Regions from separate parts of the Macaca mulatta genome. Here region 1 is linked to region 2. Evidence: chromatin contacts called from public Hi-C data. All regions are on one chromosome and are shown on one strand. The core of a region is the stretch at or near the end of the contact, and the rest is flanking DNA. Distances in the headings are between cores, read along the strand shown. Region 1 overlaps SLC22A23 (solute carrier family 22 member 23). Region 2 holds the start of FAM50B (family with sequence similarity 50 member B).

What was found. A called contact is a pair of places that touch in the nucleus more often than the background predicts.
Region 1: a contact with region 2 is called in a Hi-C map of fetal cortex germinal zone, with 2.6 times the contacts expected there. The contact joins the enhancer-like site here to the promoter of FAM50B in region 2. A contact is called at or near these places in 2 of 14 Hi-C or Micro-C datasets (fetal cortex germinal zone and liver).

The regions. Positions count from the first base shown.
Region 1 is chr4:179,983,639-179,990,255 of T2T-MMU8v2.0, reverse strand. SLC22A23 (solute carrier family 22 member 23) reads right to left here. Exons shown (of 10, transcript XM_001093713.5): 6 at 5,447-5,549; 7 at 4,115-4,347; 8 at 2,365-2,397; 9 at 1,147-1,270. Among named protein-coding and RNA genes, the nearest start is that of PSMG4, 29 kb to the left of the region's middle. Within about 2 kb of position 1,990, at least 15 of the 40 cell types and tissues checked have an H3K27ac peak or open chromatin away from gene starts, as enhancers often do. A contact at or near this core is called in fetal cortex germinal zone, where this site is marked.
Region 2 is chr4:179,406,785-179,413,669 of T2T-MMU8v2.0, reverse strand. FAM50B (family with sequence similarity 50 member B) reads left to right here and starts at 3,429. Exons shown (of 2, transcript NM_001267791.1): 1 at 3,429-3,521; 2 at 3,821-5,323. The coding sequence starts at 3,844. The coding sequence ends at 4,821.

The sequences.
Region 1 (6,617 bases), core at 741-3,240, 580 kb before region 2:
GAAATGCTAATGACACTCCTTTAAGAAGTTCAGTGTGGTATAACTCAAGCTAAGCTCCTCAGTAAGTCACAAACTGCAGGAAAATGACTGCAGCTGAGTGATGCTCTTGTAGTGGAGGCATGCCTTTTTCTTAACCTATACGCCTGGCAACAGTAAATGGTGTGTAGCACCCAGGAGCCACGACCCAGGGACAGGGACGGCACCAGGAAGGGGTCAGCCTCACTTTCTGAACTAAAACAAAAGTGGCTGAGCACAAGTGAGTCACACCTTTTAGGGAGGTGTGAAATGGCCACAGACTCCACGAGGGCAGGACTGTGCTGTTGTGTTTTCTGGGCCTAGTGTCTGGCACGCAGCAGGCTCTCCATCCATGTTTCTTACATGAGTCAGTGATCTCACTTGCTGGGCCTTCTCTCTTTGGATTCATGACATCAGCTTCTCAGGTCAGTATAAGGCTCTTTCAGCCTGGCACGGTCGCTCACGCCTGTAATCCTAGCACTTTGGGAGGCTGGGGTGGGGGGATCACCTGAGGTCAGGAGTTCGAGACCAGCCTGGCCAACATGATGAAACTGCGTCTCTACTAAAAATGCAAAAATTAGCCAGGCGTGGTGGCAGGCACCTGTAATCCCAGCTACTCGGGAGGCTGAGGCAGGAGAATCGCCTGAACCCAGGAGGCAGAGGTTGCAGTGACACAAGATCATGCCATTGCACTCCAGGCTGGACAACAAGAGTGAAACTGCGTCTTAGGGGGGAAAAAGGCTCTTTCTACTTTTTAAACATTCTGCAATAGCTGTGCCGTGAGGTCTCTTAGCAGAGTCGGCGGCACAGGTTCTGGTGGAAGTGCGGCATGAGTGATCCACTGAATTCCCCCCTTGCCAGTCACTGACATATTTCCTGGGCCCAGAGTAGCTCCCTGTTCCCCCTTCTTCCTGCTGCTGCCTGGACAGGACCCCAGGGCCAGGTTCTCCCGTGACTCTCGGGCACCTCAGGGTTAGGTACAACAAGCTCCTCGGCTGTGAACCATGAAGCCGATGTGCCCAGAGCCAGAGCCAGAGCTGATGCTGGTTAATCCCACACCAGCCTGGAGCCAGGGACTTGTCTTTGAGTCCCGAGAAGCCGCCGTTCCCCGGGGTGTCTCCCATTACGCACCTTATCACCGTCGGGGTGACCTCCGCACAGAAGAACACGCTGAGGCTCCCCACTGCATGGGAGGCAAACATGCCCACGATGGAAAACGCGATGGAAAATTTGTCCTTGACGCTGTCACTCATCCCTGGGGGAGGGTCAGAAGGGGATGGTGAGGGAAGAGAGGAAGCCAGGCCAGGGTGGGAGGGAGTCCCAGGGCTGCACGGCACGGCTCCTCCCCAGTGCCCAGCGTGCGGCATGGATGGCTGTGCAGTTCCCTCTGGGAACCAAGCCCCTCAAGGACTAGACGCCCAGAGTCCCCGCAGTAGGTTTTGTGGGGCTCCTGTGAGTCCCTGTGCATCAAGCATGCTGGAGCTCATGGCGGCCTCTATTGGCATTCCTCAGCCGGGAGCCATGCCTGGTGGGAGGGGCAGGCTGGCATGTCCCCGGTGCCACAGCAACATCCCTCTGCCCTGGCCTACGTTTGCTCCAGTCAGGTCTGATGTGCCCAACACGTGGGACAGGGGAGCTGAGTCAGGGTTAAGGAAACAAAAACTCAAGCCACAGAATTTATGGGCCCAGAAGGAGAGTGTTCAACCCCTCAAAGCCCTCGTGAATGGCACCGGAGACCGACCTCGAACCAGGGCCGTGTCTGGCACCGTGCATGGACATGCTGTCAGGGCCATACAGCTGGGGCTCAGCTCAGCTCCCCCAAGGCTGCAGAGAGGGCAAGCGCTCCCCAGGGACACGGGCGAGGGCTGGGGCAGGCCAGGCGGGAGCAGCAGCAGCTTCAAGGTGCAGGGCGGCACTGTGCTGTCCCCAGAGCTGGAGGGCAGCAAGCTTACACGGGTCAAAGGGGGACAGCGGCTTCCCCTGGCAGCACAGACGGCTGGGCCCCAGCACTCCCGGCCTTTCTCCCCCACCCAGATGCTGTCCATAAGACAAAGCAAGCTGGCGCTGGGCCAGGGCCTGTGCTGAGCCTGGTGCCAGGGGAAGGGGTGGGGCATGCGTGCCAAGCAGCACAGAAACAGGGAAGCACCAGTCGCTCTTTCTAGCGGCAAGAGGGAGAATACAAATGTATCCGTATAGTGTCCAACCTACGGCCAACTTCAGCTGCAGTTCTTGGAGGGCAAGGGGGAGAAAGAGAGGAAATGGAAACCACAGGTCCGTGAGTCTTGGAGAAAACGCCCGTTTAGATGTAATACAAGACGAGGAAGCACAGCCCACGCGCTTGGGACTCACCTGAGTCTGGGTGCTGGCTGTACTTTCCAATCACTGGGCCCGCGGACATGATCGCACCCACACAGACAAGGGCAAAGCAGGTGAGGAGAGAGGAGAGAGCACGTTAGGTGTGGAATTAGCCCAGTGTGTTCCCATGTGACTTGGTTCAAGCAAACTCCCTTCTGTTTCTGGGATGGCGCTGGCTGCCAGGGCAGTGGAGTTCATACTGCACTAAACAAAGATCTTTTTGTTAGGAAGACAGGGGTAAGATCCCGCTGACCTCAGAGCCTGGGGAGAAAATGGAACCTTCACAGCGAGACCCTAGCAGGTGCAAAGGGTGAGCTTCCGTGCATATAAAGTTGCCCACGGGTCACTGCAGCCTGCACTCAAGTAGCATCAAGCACTGTGGGGCACCCCTGCTGGCCCCAGCTCTGCTCCTCACAGTTGCCTGGTGTTCACTTGGGGCTCCTGGGCATTCCTGCTCAGGGCCAAAGGGGCATGGCAACACCTGGTGGCCGAGGCATCTGCCACTTCCGTCCCAACTGTGTGAGCAGGGCAGAGGCTCCCCGGAAGGGCAGCTGGGGAACGGGGATGGAGGGAGACAGGCACCACGTGTGTATTCCATTAGCTAAGCCTCCCAGCAGTCTCCCCGCAAGGTACAGATTGCACAGGAACTGTCCAAGCTAGAGAGCCGCTCCTGAGTTGGAAGTGAGCCCTCTCTAACCCAGGCTGCACGACAAGGCCGCTCTGATCTGGGGGTGGTGGACAGCCCTGGCATCTAGTTCTGAGAGCCTGCGTTCATTTTCCTTGTAAAGGCAGGGGAGCTCTGTGGGGTCGATGTTCCCACGTGTCCCGAGCCTGTCCCAGGAGGACCATGCCAGGGCGGGAGAGGAGGTTCAGTGGCCCTGCCTGTTCGTGTCGTGCCCTGGGCCGGCCACGGAGGTGCTGTGGTGGTTTGTCCACACACGGGGGTATCTGTTGGTGAGGAGCTATACAGAGCTTGCTGGAGGGCCAGACGGACTCTCTAGCTTTGCCTTAGATTATTTTTTTTTTGAGACAGAGTCTTGCTCTGTCACCCAGGCTGGAGTGCAGTGGTGCAATCTCAGCTCACTGCAACCTCTGCCTCCCTGGTTCAAGTGATTCTTCTGCCTCAGCCTCCTGAGTAGCTGGGACTACAGGCATGTGCCACCAAGCCCAGCTAATTATTTTTTGTATTTTTAGTAGAGATGGGGTTTCACCATATTGGCCAGGCTGGTTTGAACTCCTGACCTTGTGATCCGCCTGCCTCGGTCTCCCAAAGTGCTGGGATTACAGACATGAGGCACCGCATCTGGCCAGATTATTTTTAACCTTTACTGAGAAATTCTTTGGTCCAAAGAGAAGCTGATGAACTCGGGAACATCTGCTGAAAAGCAGGGCCCTAATGCGAGGGTGACAAAACAGATTTATTTCCCCCTTCATGTCACTAGAAAGAAACAATCCTTTGTTCTTCTTTGTCATACACAGAAGCAGTCTGCCCCATTAGTGAAGACCCGGCCACCAGGACTCGGACGGAATCATGGTGCAGCCTGGGCTGGGGCAGGGGGAGGAGGGAAGGCCCAGGGCCCTCCGAGGCGGGCTCCACAGATGCTCTCATGGAAGCTCTGTCCTCCCCGAAGCAGCTCCTTCCAGCCATAGATGTCCAATGGAGTCTTACCCAGCCCTTTCAAATGCCCTTGGGGGTCTGCCAGCCCCCCTCCCTGAACGCAGCCCGCCTCCCTGGCCCACTCACGGTTGAGGAGGCCGAGCTGCAGGAGCGAGGCCAGGGCGGTGAGGATCATGAAGAGCAGCAGGCCTCCCCTGCGCCCGAGGAACCGGACCACCACGCACATGGCCAGGCAGGACACCAGCGCGATGCTGGCCGTGGTGTAGTAGTCAGCGTAGAAGTTCTCCAGGAGCGGCACCTTCACCTCGTGGCCCATCATGCTCCTGGCAAAGCAGTGGTGGATCCCGTACCCTGTCAGCCTGTGGAGACATGCCGAGCGGCGGTGGGTGGGCTGCCCCCACGCCAGGCGCTGTGCCGTTTCCTGGGAGCTCATGGTGTCAGGTGACCAGGAGATGAAGAAGCAACTCAATGTGTCATAGAAAAGCCCACCATGACCGAACCACGAGCAGATTACAGAGCAAATGCAAAAAGGAGACGTGAGAGAAATATGGAATGCTTCTCCTGGGGGGGGGGTCCACGCTCATGCTCCTCTGCCGTGGCTTTAGTAGACAGGTGTGGGCACAAGAGCGGTCACCCAGAGCAGTCACCCTGGCCCTGAGCCCTCACCCTGGGCTTCCGTCTTTACCTGTGGCAGCTCGAGACCCTTCACAAAGGAGTGCCACACCCCAGATGACCCCTAACCCAAATGAGTCGAATCCCTCCCCTCCGCCACCTTGGTGACCTCTGACCCTGAACAAGGGACTGCCTTGCGCAGTCAGGGCCACTGAGCTGTCAGTCAAGACAGAAGTGACCTTCTAGGTACACACCAAGCCCAGGGACTGGGCTGCGAAGAACCTGCGTGAACGATGTCCCCAGCCCCTGCAGGACCCAGCAGGCGGGGTGACCAGGGCTGGTGAGGGCCCTGGGAGGAGGTCTGGGCTCACTGGCCTGGCTCAGGCCCACCTGCCTCCTCCCGCGGCCATCCTGGCGCCTCTGGCCAGACTGGCTGCAGGTTCAGGAAGGGCAGGGCCGGCTACAGACAGGGGCCACGGCCACTTTGCAGCCAAGGCCTCATGGGTCTCAAATCCCCTGTCCCGAGACAGGGCCCAGAAGTCCCAGCCTTGTAGCAGCCCCCACTGTGCCCCTGAGGAGGTGCATTCATGTGCATCTTGGTTCCCTGGACCTCATGGGCACATGGGGAGGCTCTGCTCACAGGATTTACACGCCTGGGCTGGGGGCACTGGCTGCTTGAGGCTTCCGGGAGGGGAAGGCCAGTATCTTCTAGCCCGTGTCACTTTTCACACACACCCTTAGGATTCCAAGTTCAGCGGGGTGGGGAGTAGGGCCCTGGGCTTCACCGCTGCCCGCCTTCTTCCCTGGCCCCCTCCCACCCGGCTGGCACTTGTCTCTGTGACTCACGAGTTCACACACAGGACCACAATGTTCTTCCACAGGTTCCGGGTCCCCACCACCTTCACGATGCAAACCTTCTTGGGCCTCCGGGAAAGCTCCTTCTCCAGCTCTGCAAAGAAACAGACCCTGTGAGCCCTGGGCAGGCCACCATGGAGGATGGCGCAGCAGCTGCAGGCACAGTCCTGGTTCCCCAGTTTGGGCACCACAGAAGGGAGAGAAAGCCTTTTTTTTTTTTTTTCTTTGCCAGTCGACAGGGTCTAGGTTTCCAGGATAGAAAGGCACTCAGAAGACCAGCGGAGAGGGTCTAGGTTTCCGGGATAGAAAGGCACTCAGAAGACTCCAGCTCTGCAGTTCCGGTTTCCCTCGGGTGCCTGAGAGGGCACAAGGTGCACCGTCAGCAGAAGTTTCCATCACAAACCCTTTTTGTGAAAGCGGACCGAGTACACACAAATAAACAAGCAGTGTCGACTCAGTTCACTTTTGTCTGAGGACAGAGCTCAGCAATGATATTCTAGGTTACTGAGGCACTCATTAGGCCCTGGGCAAATCTAAACAAGCAGTTCTTTTCCGTACACTCTGCATCTGCCTGTGTCACCCGCGGCTCGGACACTGGGAAGCCCACATGCAGATACGCTCCTTAGCCTCGTGGGGTGGAACTTACTATGGCTGTAGCTACTGCTGCTGAAACTGCCCTTAGGACATATGAATCTTTGAAAGACAAACACATAAGTGAATACATCTGCATGTATGTGTATACACGCATACACGCACACATTCATGCGCATATGTATACGTGTGCACGTTTTAGTTAATGGAAGTCCTTGGGAGCTGGACAATGTTTTGGCTCCAAGGGATGTGAGCAATCATAAAGTCATGAGACTGGGTTTCTTGTGCGGCCCCAGCAGCTCTGAGAGCCCCTCTGAAGGGAGTCCACCAGCGCGGTGTTACAAGGGTCTGCAGAGGTGCTGGTGTCGATTTGGCAAGTTACAGGGAAGATTCAGAATGCGGCAGAGGCACTGGCCTCCAGGAGCTGTCTGCCTGCACGTCTGGGAGCAGGAATGCCACTCGCAGCCTTCTGTTGCCTCTCTGCCTTCCTAGCCTGGTATGTCTTCATGGAATCATCCCCTACTGGGGAGCTAAAAAAGAAAAAGGAGACTTCCCGAAGCGGAGGGGAAAC
Region 2 (6,885 bases), core at 2,180-4,679:
GTGTGAGCCACTGCACCTGGCCCGAAAGGGCATCTTCTATTCAGGTGCAGTGAAAAAGCTGGGTGAGTGCTGCATGGGTCCACCTATTAGAGACCTTAGAGGACAAAGTGATTCTGATGTGGCTCTTACAAGAGAAATTGGAGTTTTTCAAGTAGGAGAGTAATGTTATCAGATTCATTTTTTATGAAGATATTTTTATGAAGATACATTGTATAGAAGTTAGACAAGAACAAGAATACAGGCATGCCTCGGAGATATTGTGAGTTCAGTTCCAGATCACCACAAAGACAGTCACACAAATTTTTTAATTTTCGAGTGCATATAAAAGTTATGTTTATACTATACTGCAGTCAGTGTGCAGTAGCATTTTGTCTAAGAAAATAATGTGCATAATTTCATTACAATGCTTAATTGCTAAATAATGCTAATGATCCTTTGAGCCTTCAGTGAGCTGTGCTCTATTTGCTGGTGGAATATCTTGCCTCAGTGTTGATGGTTGCTGACTGATCCGGGTGGTGGTTGCCAAAGGCTGGGCCTGTGGCAATTTCTTAAAATAAATCAACACTGAAGTTTGTCACATTGATTGATTCTTCCTTTTGTGAAAAATTTCTTTGTAGCATATAATGCTGTTTGAATCAACTTCTTCCAAACTTCTGTTAATGTTGATATTTTACCTCCTCCCAAAAACTGTGAATGTCCTTAATGGAACCTACAGTGGTAAATGCCTTCCAGAAAAATTTCAAATTTACTTTGCCCAGATCCATGAGAGAAATCATTATCTACAGCAGCTACAACCTTTGAAAACGTATTTCTTAAATAATAAGACTTAAAAGTCAAAATTACTCCTTGATCTATGGGTTGCAGAATGGATGTTGCGTTAGCAAGCACGAAATCAACTTTAATCTCCTTGTGCATCTCCATCAAGCTCTTAGGTGACCAAGTGCATTGTTAACGAGCAGTACTCTTGAAAGGGATCATCAGAGCAGTAAGTCTCAGCACTGGACTTAAATATATTCAGTAAACCATGCTGTAAACAGATGTGCTGTCCTCCAGGCTTTGTTGTTCCATTTATAGAGCACAGGCACGGTAGATTTAGCATAATTCTTAAGGGCCCTAAGATTTTCAGAACAGTAAATGAGCATTGGCTTCAACTGAAAGTCTCCAGCTACACTAACCCCTAGCAAGAGAGTCAACCTGTCCTTTGAAGCTATGAAGCCAGGCATTGACTTCTCCTTTCTAGCTATAAAAGTCCTAAATGGCATCTTCTTCCAATAGAAGGCTATTTTGTCTACATTGAAAATCTATTGTTTAGGGTAGCCTCCTTCATCAATGCTGTTAGCTAGATCTTCTGGATAACTTGCTGCAGCTTCTCTATCAGCACTTGCTGCTTCACGTTGCACTTTGTTATGGAGATGACTTCTTTCCTCAACCTCATGAACTAACTTCTGCTACCTTCAGACTTTTCTTCTGAAGCTTCCTCACCTCTCTCAGCTTCACAGAATTGAAGAGACTTAGGGCCTTGCCCTGGATTAGGCTTTGGTTTAAGGGAAGGTTGTGACTGGTTTGATCTTCTATCCAGACCACTAGAACTTTCTCCATATGAGCAATAAGGCTGTTTTGCTTTCTTATCATTCATATGTTTACCAGGAAAGCGCTTTTAGTTTCCTTCAAGATTTTTTTCCTTTGCATTCATAATTTAGCTAACTGTTTGGCAAAAGAGGCCTAGCTTTTGGCCTATCCTGGCTTTTGACATACTTTCCTCACTGAGCTGAATCATTTCTAGCCTTTGATTTAAAGTGAGAGACGTGTGACACTTCTTTTCACTTGAACACTGAGAGGCCATTGTAGGGTTATGAATTAGCCTAATTTCAATATTGTTGTGTCTCAGGGACTAGGGAAGCCTGGGGAGAGGAAGAGAGATGAAGGAGCAGCCAGTCAGTGGAGCAGTCAGAACATACATAACATTTATCAGTCAAATCAGTAAATGTCTTTGTCTTCCACGTGCACACTTCGGAGTGCCCCCAAACAATTACAGTAACCTCACAGAACGATGATCACAGATCACCATAGCAGATAGCCTAATGAAAAAGTCTGAAATATTGCAAGAATTACCAAAATGTGACACAGGAACACGAAGTGAGTACATGCTGTTGGAAAAATGGAGAAAGTAGGCACTTGATGCTGCATCGCCACAAATCTTCAATCTGTAAAAACAAAAACAAAACACACAGTATCCCAGAGCTCAATAAAATAAGATATTCTTGTATTCTGGTGATGAGGCAACAATGAGAAGGCTTCAGATTTTTTTAAAATGCTAATTTCCTAGATTAAGGCAAGTGGTGGGAAATGGGAGAAAAAGGAAAGTGTGAAAGGCTCTTCTGCAATCGATTTCATGTGAAGGAACGTCATTCCAGGAAAAGGCCTAGGTTTCTGGCTTGGACAATTTGATGAGTGCTCACACCCGCTATTCTCCTCTGGATACGTGGGTGCCATAGGTAACTATCATATGATTCACGCTTCTTGGTAAGGTTATGCTCACAGGCATTGTTGCTGTTAGACGGGAGTAGGCTGAACTGCAGTGTGTATTTCACAACCAGCTTTTCCAAACTAGGTCCCAGGAAGCACTGGTTTCAGCGAGTATTCCCAGATCTCCTGCAGGGGAGAAACGATCACACAACATGAACTGGTCTGCCCTGCCCTTGGAGAGTTGCAGTGGAAACTGGCATGTTAAAGGCTCACAGTAAAGACACTGCTATACTTTAACTCAGTTTCCCATGGTTATTAGAGCTTAGAACCCGGGGGGAAACTGCTGCATAGAAGAGGTCTAACAAGCTGAGTGCAGGTTTTGTCATGAAATTGGGGGGTGAGTAGGGTTCCATTATCAAAGAACGGTTGTTATGTTAGGGCCATAAGAAAGAATTACAAGCAGTGGTGTGCAGGTAACGTTCATGAGACGGCCACAGTGGGGTAGCATCAGAGGCGGGAGGAGACGCGGGAGGAGGAGGGTTGGAGAGCAGGGGCTGCAGCCTTGCGAGGCGGTTGCAAGCCTCTCTGGGTGACCACAGCAGCTTGCGCAGCGCCCACATTGCTTCTGCGTGTTTACAACTGGGCACGAGAAGGCTCAGCAAGCACGCACCGCTGGTGCGGGCCCTCCCTGCCCACAGCATGAAAACAGGAGCTCCGGCCAGCATTGGCTGGGCAGGGCCAGAGGCGCCTCCTCCAGGCTCCTCCCCGCGCTGGCCCGCCCCACAGGAGCACCGCCCCCGCCAGGAGCCAGGCGCTCTCCCGAGGGCCCGCCTCTCCGCCAGGGGGCGAGCCGCCTCCACTTCCTGTTTCCGCAGCCGCCCTACCAGGAGCCTGGCGCTCTCCTCAGGGCCCGCCTCCCCGCCAGGGGGCGCACCGCTTCCACTTCCTGTGTCCGTGGCTGTCGCGAGAGCCCGGGACGGGTGGGCCTTTGCTCGTGGGTGGTTCTCGTGGAGGTCAACTCCCGCGTGTCTCCGCTCGGCAGGGTGCTTGGGCAGGTAAGGGTTCGCTCAGTAGCCCAACCCTCTCTGTATGCAGCTCCCCAAATTCAGCGCAGCGCTCAGGCATGGCAGCCACCAGTTACGTGGGGCCATTTGCATTTGCATTTATTGAGGTCAAAGAAAAGGCTGGAAATTGGTGCGTGGTGACACCGTCAGGTTGGTGACCCTAGCAGGTCGGCCCAGCCCCTAAACGCTTCCATCACTGCCGAAAGCCCTGTGAGGAGGCGCAGAGCTTTGCATTTCCCGCAGTTGCACGGGCCCCTCTCTACTTGCCCCGTTTTTCCTCTTTGCTGCAGAGCCCAGCGGGTAGGCGGGGGCCATGGCGCAGTACAAGGGCACCATGCGCGAGGCGGGCCGTGCCATGCACCTCCTCAAGAAGCGCGAGAAGCAGCGGGAGCAGATGGAGGTGCTGAAGCAGCGCATCGCCGAGGAGACCATCCTCAAGTCGCAGGTGGACAAGAAGTTCTCGGCGCACTACGATGCCGTGGAGGCCGAGCTGAAGTCCAGCACGGTGGGCCTGGTGACCCTGAACGACATGAAGGCCCGGCAGGAGGCCCTGATCAGGGAGCGCGAGCGGCAGCTGGCCAAGCGCCAGCAGCTGGAGGAGCAGCGGCTGCAGCAGGAGCGGCTGCGGGAGCAGGAGCACCGGCGCGAGCGCAAGCGTAAGATCTCCTGCCTGTCCTTCGCGCTCGACGACCTCGATGACCAGGCGGACGCGGCCGAGGCCAGGCGCGCCGGAAACCTGGGCAAGAACCCCGACGTGGACACCAGCTTCCTGCCCGACCGCGACCGCGAGGAGGAGGAGAACCGGCTCCGGGAGGAGCTGCGCCAAGAGTGGGAGGCGCAGCGCGAGAAAGTGAAGGACGAGGAGATGGAGGTCACCTTCAGCTACTGGGACGGCTCGGGCCACCGGCGCACGGTGCGTGTGCGCAAGGGCAACACGGTGCAGCAGTTCCTGAAGAAGGCGCTGCAGGGGCTGCGCAAGGACTTCCTGGAGCTGCGCTCCGCGGGCGTGGAGCAGCTCATGTTCATCAAGGAGGACCTCATCCTGCCGCACTACCACACCTTCTATGACTTCATCATCGCCAAGGCAAGGGGCAAGAGCGGGCCGCTCTTCAACTTCGATGTGCACGACGACGTGCGCCTGCTCAGCGACGCCACCATGGAGAAGGACGAGTCGCACGCGGGCAAGGTGGTGCTGCGGAGCTGGTACGAGAAGAACAAGCACATCTTCCCCGCCAGCCGCTGGGAGGCCTACGACCCCGAGAAGAAGTGGGACAAGTACACCATCCGCTGACACCCGCCCGCCAGAGCAGAAACCGGGGGAGACACTCCTTTCTATGCCCCGCCACCAGTCACTTGATTTCCTGACCTTGATTTCTTCCCCCGAATTTAATAAAGACAGAGGGTTCTCATGATTCATATTGGTTGTCCTATTGCTGATGTTATGCTTTGGTTGTTTGGTTGGTCCTTTTCTGAGTATTTTAGTGTCCCTACCTGGATTTGCTGCATTGCTCTGCTGAGCTGTATTGAAACCATGTCTGGGCCCACTGTGAGACAGAAATTAGAAGAGGAGGCACATTTTTTACCTCATGGTTATGAGCATGGTCTTGGGGGCCACAGTGACTGAGTTTGATTCCCGACGCAGCTTCCTCCTTGCTGTGTAGTTTTGGGTAAGCTTATTAAACCCCCATGCCTCACTTTGGTCACCTGTAAAAGGAAATAACAAGAGCACTTACTTTAAAAAATGGATGTGAGGTTTGAGTTAATATTTGTAAAACACGTAGCACTTAATAAATGTTTTTTGTTATTATTATGGTTTTGGTTAATTTATTTAAAAGACTTCAGTGACCTAGTTCAGAACCATTTGAGGGCAAAGGTGGACCTGCCCATTACCGGTCCCAGGATCAGCAGTTGCCAGCAGGAGGGGGCTTGCAAAGGTTGGGGAGCAACCCCCCTCTAGTTGCCTTTAGCTGGGTTGTTTAGCCCAGAAGTTAGGAGGACAGAGCTAATGCAAGTAGCCTGCAGGGTGAGTATCATTGATTTTCCTTTTGCTCCAATATGACTCCAAAGGGCACAGTTGCAGATCCTGTCTTTATTGAAAACGTTTGTATTTTATTCATTGTGAATTATTTATGTTAATTTTGATTTTTAAAAATATTGTATTCAGGCCGGGTGTGGTGGCTCACGCCTGTAATCCTAGCATTTTGAGAGGCCAAGGTTTGTGGATCACCTGAGGTCAAGAGTTCGGGACCAGCCTGACCAACATGGTAAAACCCCGTCTCTACTAAAAATAAAAAAACTGTGCCTGTAATCCTAGCTACTTGGGAGGCTGAGGCAGGAGAATCGCTTGAACCTGGGAGGCAGAAGTTGCAGTGAGCCGAGATTGTCCCACTTCACTCCAGGCTGGGTGAAAGAGTGAAACTCCATCTCAAATATATATGTGTGTGTGTGTGTGTGTGTGTGTGTGTGTGTACACACACACACACATACATACGTGTGTGTATATATATACACACACATATATAGTATTCAAATATTATTTGGTTTACTGAGTATTTGGGCATCTCCTTCCCCTTAACCTTAATGCCCAAGGTGGGTGCCTCACTCACCCTGGTCCCAGCCCTGAGTATAAGAGGGACATTTCTTAGAGTTCTTGCCTCAGCCCATGAGCAAGAACTTCCACTGAAACATTAGCCCTCTAGGGCAATGGGTCCCAATGGCTGTCCCGTTGGGTCATCAGGGAAGCTTTTAAACTTACCAATTCAAAGGTCACACCCAGAGCCAGACCTTGGGGTCAGAAGTGGACATCAGTGTTTTGAAGCTCCCCAGCTATTTGGTTGGCGAACAAATGTTCTATGGCTGCCTTCTCTCCACCTCTTATGAACTCCTCCCCCTGAGTTTAGGTGCAAGTAGGGTCAGGGCCCAGGACAGGCTCTTGGCTCTGAACACGTCATTAGTGTGTGAAGCAGATTCTTCCTACCTGGAGTAAGACCCTTGGACCAGCAGCATTGGCACTTGGGAGCTTGCTAGAAAAGCAAGACAGAAAAGCAGAATCTCAGGCCCCACCGCAGACCTACTGAATCAACGTGTATTCCAGCAGATCCCCAGGTGAGCCACAGGAACACGAAGCTTTCTGGAAACTGGCTGGCTGGATGTCTGCTCTTCAGTCTGCCCTTCCAACACAGCAGATCAAGACCTAAACTTGAGGGTGCAGACAGTAGAACCCCACATCTTTGGTTACTGGTCTAAGCCATGTTCTCCAATCTAGTTTTCATTTAAAAGTTAGTATGCTGCTGGGCACAGTGGCTCACACCTGTAAAAATCCCAGCACTTTGGGAGGCTGAGGTGAGTGGATCAC